Regions from separate parts of the Mus musculus genome. Here all the other regions are linked to region 3. The links are chromatin contacts, called in public Hi-C and HiChIP or PLAC-seq maps. All regions are on one chromosome and are shown on one strand. The core of a region is the stretch at or near the end of the contact, and the rest is flanking DNA. Distances in the headings are between cores, read along the strand shown. Region 1 has its middle 11 kb from the start of Gm33404. Region 2 has its middle 36 kb from the start of Gm33404. Region 3 holds the start of Fam78b (family with sequence similarity 78, member B).

Region 1 (2,700 bases), core at 115-2,614, 160 kb after region 3:
AGGGCTGACCACTTGGGATTGGAACTGTGTGCTTCCGGGTGTATACATGCATGCACTCATGAGAATACATGCAGAGGCCAGAGGTCATCACTGAGTTGCTCTCCACTTTAACCTTATGAAAAATTAACTAATTCTTTGAGAATTTCATGCAATGTACTTTGAGCATGCTCACCAGCAATTCCCTCTCTTAATCTTCCCAGATTTACCCCCACCTCCATAAGCCTTCCCCCCACTCATATCAACAAGACCCCAGGATCCCCCTATCTCTGCCTCCCAGTGCTGAGGTTACAAATGTCCATTACCACACCCAGCTTCACACCAGTGGGTGCTAGGAATCTGAACTCAGGTTTTTACGCTTATGCAGCAGATTTTTAGCCACTGGGTCATCTTTTCAGTGCACGGATTAGTTTTCATGTGGTTATAGTGAGGTCAGTTTACAATGAGGATGAAATCCTAGACTTACAATGCTGCTAGCTATCTACGGAGTTGGGAGTTTACAACGATCATGTGTGCCATGCGTGATTTCCTTATTCGTACTTGAGGAAGTTGAGGATTACATGGATGTCAAAGTATCTCGGCTATAGAGGGATTTAAACTCAGCCGGAAAATTCTAAGCTTCTGTTCTAACAGAGGTGCAACCTATGTGGCATTAGGGGGCTCACAGTGGCATCCCACTTAACCCCCACATCACGAATGTGTGTTATGCGATGGGAGGTAAAGGGACAGTTTTTGGTTCTTGCTATGAACAAATGCTAAGACTGAAGTTTACTCTAAGGCAGACTGATCTGGGAAGACCTTCTTCCTCTGTTGTTCCTATGTAAGTGGTAGCACTTTAAAGATCACTGAAAGTCATTGAACTTTAAAATGACACTAAGCATAAGGTTGTTTTGAGAGGTGAATGAAATGAGTGCATGTGGCATGCTTAACTCCAGTGTGGCACTTGATTATTAAAGGTAAGTATTTCAACCATGGTAGTAGTGACAGACAACAGAACTTACTCTGTAAGAGTTCTGGAGTGAGACTGATTTGTCATTGAAGTCGTTTCAACGTATGGAGACATGAATTTTACAGGCAGTGTACTTTGCCCTAAGAAATGGGCTAGCCTTGCCTTCCGTGTCGGTTAGTGTGTGTTCACATGTATTTCTGCGCACTGTGCATCCACACAGATGCACTTGAAATAGTCTCACTCCTTGGCACCATCCACAGTTTCCTGGGCCTCTGGAGAAATTTGGAACCACACTTTTGCAGCCCCCTGAAGCCCCACCGTGCCGCTCCATCTGACAAGACAGCCTTGGCAAGTCCAGGTTTATTACCAATTCCCTAGGCTCTAGGAAGCCGGGGCCCTGCTAATGTGCTGCCTTCCAGCTGCCAGAGCCCTCCCCGGCTTCTGGCACTTGCTCTCCTATGGCTTTCTGATGCTGTCGCAGCAGCTCCTAATCGTCTCTGGCTTCTTGTCCTTCTTTTTCACTGAGTAAAGCTTAGCATGTAGATCATTTTCTGCTAATCGTTAGCTAATGTGCCTTCCATTTGTCAGCGGGCTTGTATCTGCCCCACTCTTCTCTTTGACGCTGGGGCAGGTGTAAAAGGAAAAGGTCCTTATTGTTCTCCTAATCTCTCCCGTGACTCGCCCCTCCCCCTTCTCTCTCTCTCTTCCTCTCTAAGCTCTTACTGACACAGCAGATTCTTAACTTGCGTCCTTTGATTTTTTTTTTTTTCTTCCAAAGTACAGGCGGTTGGTTGCTTAACTCCTTGGTGCCAGATGTGTATTTATGAAGCCTTTCCCTATTCTTTTTTTTTTTTTGCCTTTCCCTATTCTTTTCAGGTTTTGTGTTTCCCTTTATGTGACACTCACTAACTTTAAGAGAATTCCCCCTTCATCCCCGAGTGAAGAATGCCTTAGAGTATAGCTAGGAAGGAAAGCACAGAGGTTGCTTCACCTGCTATTTGATGTTTCTGCTTCCCTTCTGTTATCTATTCCTTATCTGTTATAATTCGTGTGACTTTATCTGTATTGATAGTTCTACCAATATCCATGTAAAACGTTGGTTGATATTGAGTATGGCAGCCTGGGAGCAGACCAGGCATGGTGAGTATTTATAAACTAGGGATTAAAGGGCATATGTTCAGATGCTATAGCAGTCCTCTCCTCGAGTGGAGACAGGAATGGCAGCTGGTCATCTCCAACCTGTTCCTCACCAGAATATTAGACTGCTCATAAACTGCTAGGATTTCAGTACTTGATTGAGTTTAAGACTTAAGTTGTTCTGAAATCTCTCCCCCATTTCCATAAAAAACAAAAACAAAAAAAACCTGTCTACTTTTTCTTAAGAGACTATTTCTCATTTTAAGACTCATCTCTCTCTGGAGTCTTTCTGGTACTTGGCGTTTGCTGCACAGATTCTGGCCCCGCGGCAGGTCGTTTTGTATCTTCCTGTGTGTTTGCATCCAGCCTGTTTGGTATCATGCCAAACTGCTTAGTATGTGCGAGTTACAACTGTGAGGAAATGCTGTATATCACATGAATGTAAAGCTCTTGAGGTTTAGGTAGCTTGTGCCCTATTGTCTTAATCTACCAGTAAGTTCTTAGTGCATATAGGAACATCCTGGGGACCTGAATTTAAAAGATTCTGGCCTTCTTTCTCAGCTAGATGAATCCCAAATTGCATGTCTTAGGGACCTGAAATGAAGTAAACTCCTGGG
Region 2 (2,700 bases), core at 43-2,542, 180 kb after region 3:
GTGTTTTTCTTGCACATGTGTCTGTATACTATGTGAGTGCCTGGCGCCCGCAGAGCTTAGAAGAGGAGAGCAGATCTTCTGGAATTGGAGTTCCAATCAGGTGGGTGCTGAGAACCAATCCTGAGTCCTCTAGAAGAACAACCACCTCACCACCCCTCCCCACGTTATTATGTCATATTAATATTGAGAGGCATTTTTAAGTGTCTGCATGATAGCCCAGAGAGGGGCTGGGTTCCCATTTACTTCTACCATTGCCGTGTCTGCTTCTTTGTCCCCAGCACTACTCAAAGGTTAAGCCCTCAGCAAATGAACCATTGCTCTTCCTGGACTTCAGCCATGTGATTAGGGGACAGGTATTGGGCTGGGTGAGGGATCCTACTTATCATACACCCCCTCCATCCTTTGGCTACCTTGCTGAGAGAGGCTGAAGCATAACTCATCAGAAGTTCCTTGGAGAGAACCCAGGTGAGGTGGGTAATCCTGGAGCTACCATGTCAGCCTGGGCTCCCAGAACAGCCAGCCTGAGAACTTCAAGCAGAGAGAAATGGAGAGGAGAGAAGGATGAGAGAGCCAGGGACTGGAAGAGAGGGGACACAGAGGAGAGGATTGAGCCCAACAGCTGTTACTCCACTGAGTAAGGCTCCTGGAACTCACCTCACTCTACGCCTTCCTGGAATCTGTCACATCAGCTGACATCTCCTTTACGTCTCTCATGCTCACGTGACATGACCGTCTTTTTTTAATTTACAAATTATTACGCTTTCCCTAGCATAACTTCAGGAATGGGAGTTTAATATTCAAGGTTTTTAGAGCAGATGGTTGATAAACATTGTCAAAGCGAACTGACCTAAGAGAACTTCCCCAGGAGAGAATCAGACAGTATCCAGTCCGGGCTTCAGAAGCCGGCTGACAGAGGGTTGAATTGTGAATTCTAAGATATTTGACAATTGACTTCATATATATGATATTTTCTTCACTTTCATATTCATTAACACTATAACCTCTAGCATTTGTTGAAGCTCCTGTGTGAGGCATATGGTAACCCGTGGTTTGCAGTTCTGGGTAAATTAATCCCAAGGGCATTCTTTCTCATGGCCTTGTTATGATCTGTAAAGCGAGAATGGACTGAAATAGCCAACAGGAAGCATCAAGCTGAGACAATGTTTTTCTCCTCCTTTTTCCTTCGGGGTATAATCTTAACCCTTCCTGTGCGGCCAGAATACAGAAGCCCCTTGACTTTTGCACAGACAAATCTGTTTCCTGTTTGTCACTCTAACTTGCTATCCGTCATCTCCTGGCCTTTGTACAGCAGTTGGTGTGAGATCAGAAATGACGCAAGCCACACAAGACTGGAGCCCAGCAGATGCAAGTAATATGCCGTGCTCTGAGGAAGAATAAAAGTCACAAAGACGCCAACTTTCTTTAGTTTGTAAATTTAATCCAGTTGTCCACAAACCAAGAAAGCTGGTTCTGAAGTTCACACGGAAACTTAGACAAACTGGAGCGACCAAGGGCGTTTCTGAGGACAAACATTAGTGAGGGCAAATTAGCCTCTTCTCAAGAGCAATGGCGTTCTACAACTTCAGTAATGAAAACAGTGGGATGTGGGTATCTGAGTGGACAAACAGACCATAAAACAGACTAGAAAAGCTAGAAAAAGGTCCAGCTAAGGAAATGATTTTGTAGATTTAGTAGTGAAGGGTGTGTGTGTGTCAAAATCCACATTAAACAGCACACCATTGGCAAGGTTCTGGACACAGGAAGAAGTGCCACAAATCACAGACTGGAATTCTATAAGGGGAGAGCTGCTCATAGTGAGGAAAACTACATATGCACCAGACCTTCCTCTAGAATCTTGTCTGTAGATTAAAATGTACATATGTAAAAATGTTAGGTGTGCAAAAGTTATTTTAGCCAATATATAGTAAGAAGTACAAGTGTCTGGCAATGGGAGCCTGGATAAACTGTGGTCTAACTGCACATTCGAATGCTAATCAGTTTCAACACCACACAGGAAGTGGCAGGGAGGCATCGAGGCAGTGAGGCAGCCGTTACTGAGCTCAGTGGGTGAAGAAAGCTTACAGCAAAAGCCTAAAGACCTGAGTCCAATCTCCAGAATCCATGTGAAAAAGCCAGGCATGGGGCGCATGCGTATTACCCAAGCATGGAGAAGCAGAGACAGGAAGATCCCTGAGGTTGGCTTAGCAGCCAGCCTAGCCACTCTGGAAGAGTTCTAGGTCAGTAAGAGACCCTTCAAACAAAGAAAGAAACAAAGTGAACAAAGCTTCCTGTGGAATGGACTAAGGTCCTCCTCTAGCCTTCACATGCACAGGTACACACAAGCACACATGCATACCATACACATGCACATACATGTAATCATATGAACAGGTATACACACACATAGAGACACACACAGGAGGACACACCACACACACACACACACACACACACACACACACACATACACACACACACACACACACACACACACACACACACACATCTGCCAGGTATGGTAGTGCATGCCTCTAGTCCCACACTAGGAGCAGGGAAGCAGGAGGATCAAGGTCAGAGTGTCAGCTAGTTTGGGCAAAGCCAGCCTGGGCAAATATCTCAGAAACAAAAATCAAATAAGCAAACAAATGAAAATAGGTGGCAAGATTGAATACTGTGTAATCCATCTGAATAGCAGAGGGA
Region 3 (2,700 bases), core at 98-2,597:
ACACGACCTCTCAAAGCTAGTGTGGTTCCAGGGCAGGATGTCCGCCCCTGGCGGCCGCAGAGCCCTGGCGATCTAGGTGCACCGCAGCTGCCAAACCCTCAGCGCGCTCTAACCGGCGCTGCTGAAGGAAGTTGGAGAGCTCCCAGCCAGCCGACTGGATAGGCGGTGGGCGCCTGGGAATCCCTTCCAGCGCCGCAATTAGGAAAGTTTTGAAAAGTAAAGACCCCAGACAGATGAAGTGTCTCATCCTTTCCTTGAGCCTAAGAAACACCTCGTGTTACACCAGGCTAGCACAAGGCCACCAGTTTCTCTTGGCCCGGGAGCATCCGGTGCCTTCCAGCTCCCCACCGCCCCAGAATTGGTCCTCAGGGCGCATAGCTAGAGGGGCTTTCTGCCCAGCTGGAGATTCCAGGCAGAGATGCTCCTTAGGCTCGCTGGCCTGGGAAGCAAAGGCAGAACCTCTAACTCCCATTCCTACACCCTGGACCTTCTCTTCCAAGCCAGCTTGATTTTCTCCAAAAGACGCACGACACAGCCCATGCGCCCCCGGGACTCCACTCCTCTCCCCAAACTTCCCAGGGAGACCCACAAATACAGACTGCGCCCCCAAACTCCCACGACAATCGCCAATCATCCTATCTTTGCCTCTTGTACCCTCCCAGTCGCGTTCTTCCTGCCCCTCACTATTCTCCTCGCCTCTCCGAGGAAGTCAGAAGCAAAGCACGAGAAAATGCCTTCGCGAGGAGCCTCCCGTCACCCGCCCTGTCACTGAAACAAAAGCGCAGGGAGGAGGGAGGTGGGTGGGGAGGCAGGAGGAAGGTTCGGAAAGAGATGGGGGCAACGGTAAGAGGGGTTGGGGAGGGGGTTCAGAATGGAGAGTGGAGAAAGGGGCCAGGACCCCGCTCCCGCGCCGCGTGGCGTGGCCGGTCGCTTACATGCCCAGGTCGCTGTAGGTGTTGAAGAACTCCATCTGGTTGCATGCCTGGATCCAGCCCACCACCCAGGTCTCGTGGCGGGGGATGGGGGGCATGACCACACGGGCCGAGGCTTTGAAGTAAGGGGTCTTGTAGCGCAGGACGATGGGCGAGGTCTCCTCGATGCGCGTGGGGCACTGGTCGATGGTGGCGCACACATCGTACACCACGATGTTCTCGCGCCGGATCCGCGCCTTGCAGGTGATGCTTTGGATACAGCCCATCCTGCCGCCCGGCGCCGGCGCGGCGCGGCGTGGGGCAGCGCGGGGGCCCGGCGCGGGCAGCCGCGGGCACCCGTCACGCCGGCATGGCGACGCGCCGCTCGCTCCCGGTCCAGCTCAGCTAGCGCCTAAGAGCGAGGAGCCGCCGCCGCGGGGCATCCTCCGGGGAAGCCCCCTCCCCTTTCCGCGCGCTGGGTCGCGGCTGCCCCGACGCCCGCCCACGCCCGCCTCCTCGCTCCAGCAAGGGCGCGCGGAGCGTGCGCTCCTAGGAGGCGGCGGGCGCTCTCTCCGGCTCCCGTGCCCCGGCGGAGGGCAGGGAGGGGAGCGGCGCTGCGAGGAGTGGTGCCCACCCCGGGCCGGAGCCCCCCGCCCTTCGCCGGAGAGGAGGAGGAGGAGGCGGCGGCGGCGGCATGGAGCTGCGGGAGGGTGGCGGCGGCAGCGCCCGGTTTGTCTGTTTCCGCGGCGGCAGCAGCAGCAGCCGCCGCCGCCGCCGCCGCTGCATGAACCTCTGCTGCACCGCGGCTGCCCCCCGCGTGCAGCGCACCCAGCGGCGGGCGAGCGGGCGGCCCGAGCGGCAGGCGGAGGCAGGCGGCGGCGGCGGAGTCCGTGTTCCCTCCCGCCCCGCCCTGGAGCCGGACAGCGCCCACACTCCCGCATCCGGCTGCGGGGGCGTGTGGGGGGCGCCAGGGGACCGTAGCCCCGGGCGGAGAGCCCAGCGGGCTAGGGCTACGGGGGACAAGCTCCGCGGAAGAGACTGGCTGTACGCCATGAGTTTGTCCCTCTTCGGCTGCCGTCCGGGGGGGGGGGTAGTGTGCAAGGGTGGGGGTGTTTAAAGGGCCGCTAGCTCCCGGGCGGGGCGCGGCACGTGGGGTTGGGCGGGGCCGGGACCCCGGTAGGTGGCGCCCCGCGGGTGATAGTGGGGTGTAGAAGCGGGACCCTGCTTATTGGGATGGGTGGGGCCGGGAGGGCGCGGCGCGGTTCAGAGTATAGAGGGAACCACAGTGGGGTACGGTGAGGCTGCGGGAGGAGAGATGTTGGAGAATCAGCTCCAGCTGAGATGTATCGTTGTGATATAGTTTGTTAGAGTTGGGTGTGACCTCCAGCAGTGCCACGAAATAGATTTACTACCTCGTTCACTGGTCCGCATTTTCCTTTAGTCTAGTAGAAGCTTTATTTTTTAATTTAATTTTATTTTTTTGCACCACAGTATTGAGAGTGAAACCTGAGAAATCCCATTGGAGGCTGACACAAAATCACCCCAAATGCCAGTGTTAGTCGAGGCACCAGCTCAGTCTACTCATGGCCTGTTTTCATATCACCCCTCCACAATCTCTGAAAATACTCTTATCAGAACAACACACAGTGTGTATGTGTGTGTGTGTGTTGGGGGGGGGGGTTGTTGGAGCTCCTTGGGAAACACTGCCTTTTGAATGTCTTGTGTCTTTAGACAAGTTGTACTTAGTGGAATCATCTAGGTAGATTAGAACGCTTAGCTACCCTCCCAG

Evidence for each region. A called contact is a pair of places that touch in the nucleus more often than the background predicts. HiChIP or PLAC-seq counts read pairs in DNA pulled down with a chosen protein or histone mark.
Region 1: a Hi-C map of the N1E-115 cell line shows a contact between it and region 3, with 2.9 times the contacts expected there. The contact joins the enhancer-like site here to the promoter of Fam78b in region 3. A contact is called at or near these places in 3 of 39 promoter capture datasets (hippocampal neurons, neural stem cells and pre-B cells), 1 of 484 Hi-C or Micro-C datasets (the N1E-115 cell line), 4 of 115 datasets of contacts at active chromatin or transcription factors (embryonic forebrain, forebrain, large pre-B cells and 1 more) and 4 of 9 other capture datasets (adipose tissue, embryonic stem cells, liver and 1 more).
Region 2: a contact with region 3 is called in an H3K4me3 HiChIP or PLAC-seq map of the 230-238 cell line, with 27 read pairs. The contact joins the enhancer-like site here to the promoter of Fam78b in region 3. A contact is called at or near these places in 1 of 39 promoter capture datasets (pre-B cells), 2 of 15 datasets of contacts at CTCF or cohesin (the NIH/3T3 cell line and large pre-B cells), 4 of 484 Hi-C or Micro-C datasets (the 63-12 cell line, the C10 cell line, the N1E-115 cell line and 1 more), 5 of 115 datasets of contacts at active chromatin or transcription factors (the 230-238 cell line, bone marrow-derived macrophages, cardiomyocytes and 1 more) and 3 of 9 other capture datasets (adipose tissue, embryonic stem cells and liver).

What each region holds. Positions count from the first base shown.
Region 1 is chr1:166,842,450-166,845,149 of GRCm38.p6, reverse strand. No RefSeq gene overlaps it. Among named protein-coding and RNA genes, the nearest start is that of Gm33404, 11 kb to the left of the region's middle. Within about 2 kb of position 1,364, at least 41 of the 459 cell types and tissues checked have an H3K27ac peak or open chromatin away from gene starts, as enhancers often do. A contact at or near this core is called in the N1E-115 cell line, embryonic forebrain and neural stem cells, where this site is marked.
Region 2 is chr1:166,818,188-166,820,887 of GRCm38.p6, reverse strand. No RefSeq gene overlaps it. Among named protein-coding and RNA genes, the nearest start is that of Gm33404, 36 kb to the left of the region's middle. Within about 2 kb of position 1,292, at least 60 of the 459 cell types and tissues checked have an H3K27ac peak or open chromatin away from gene starts, as enhancers often do. A contact at or near this core is called in the 230-238 cell line, the 63-12 cell line, adipose tissue and 2 more, where this site is marked.
Region 3 is chr1:167,000,064-167,002,763 of GRCm38.p6, reverse strand. It overlaps Fam78b (family with sequence similarity 78, member B), which reads right to left and starts at 1,347. Exons shown (of 3, transcript NM_175461.4): 1 at 936-1,347. The coding sequence starts at 1,198.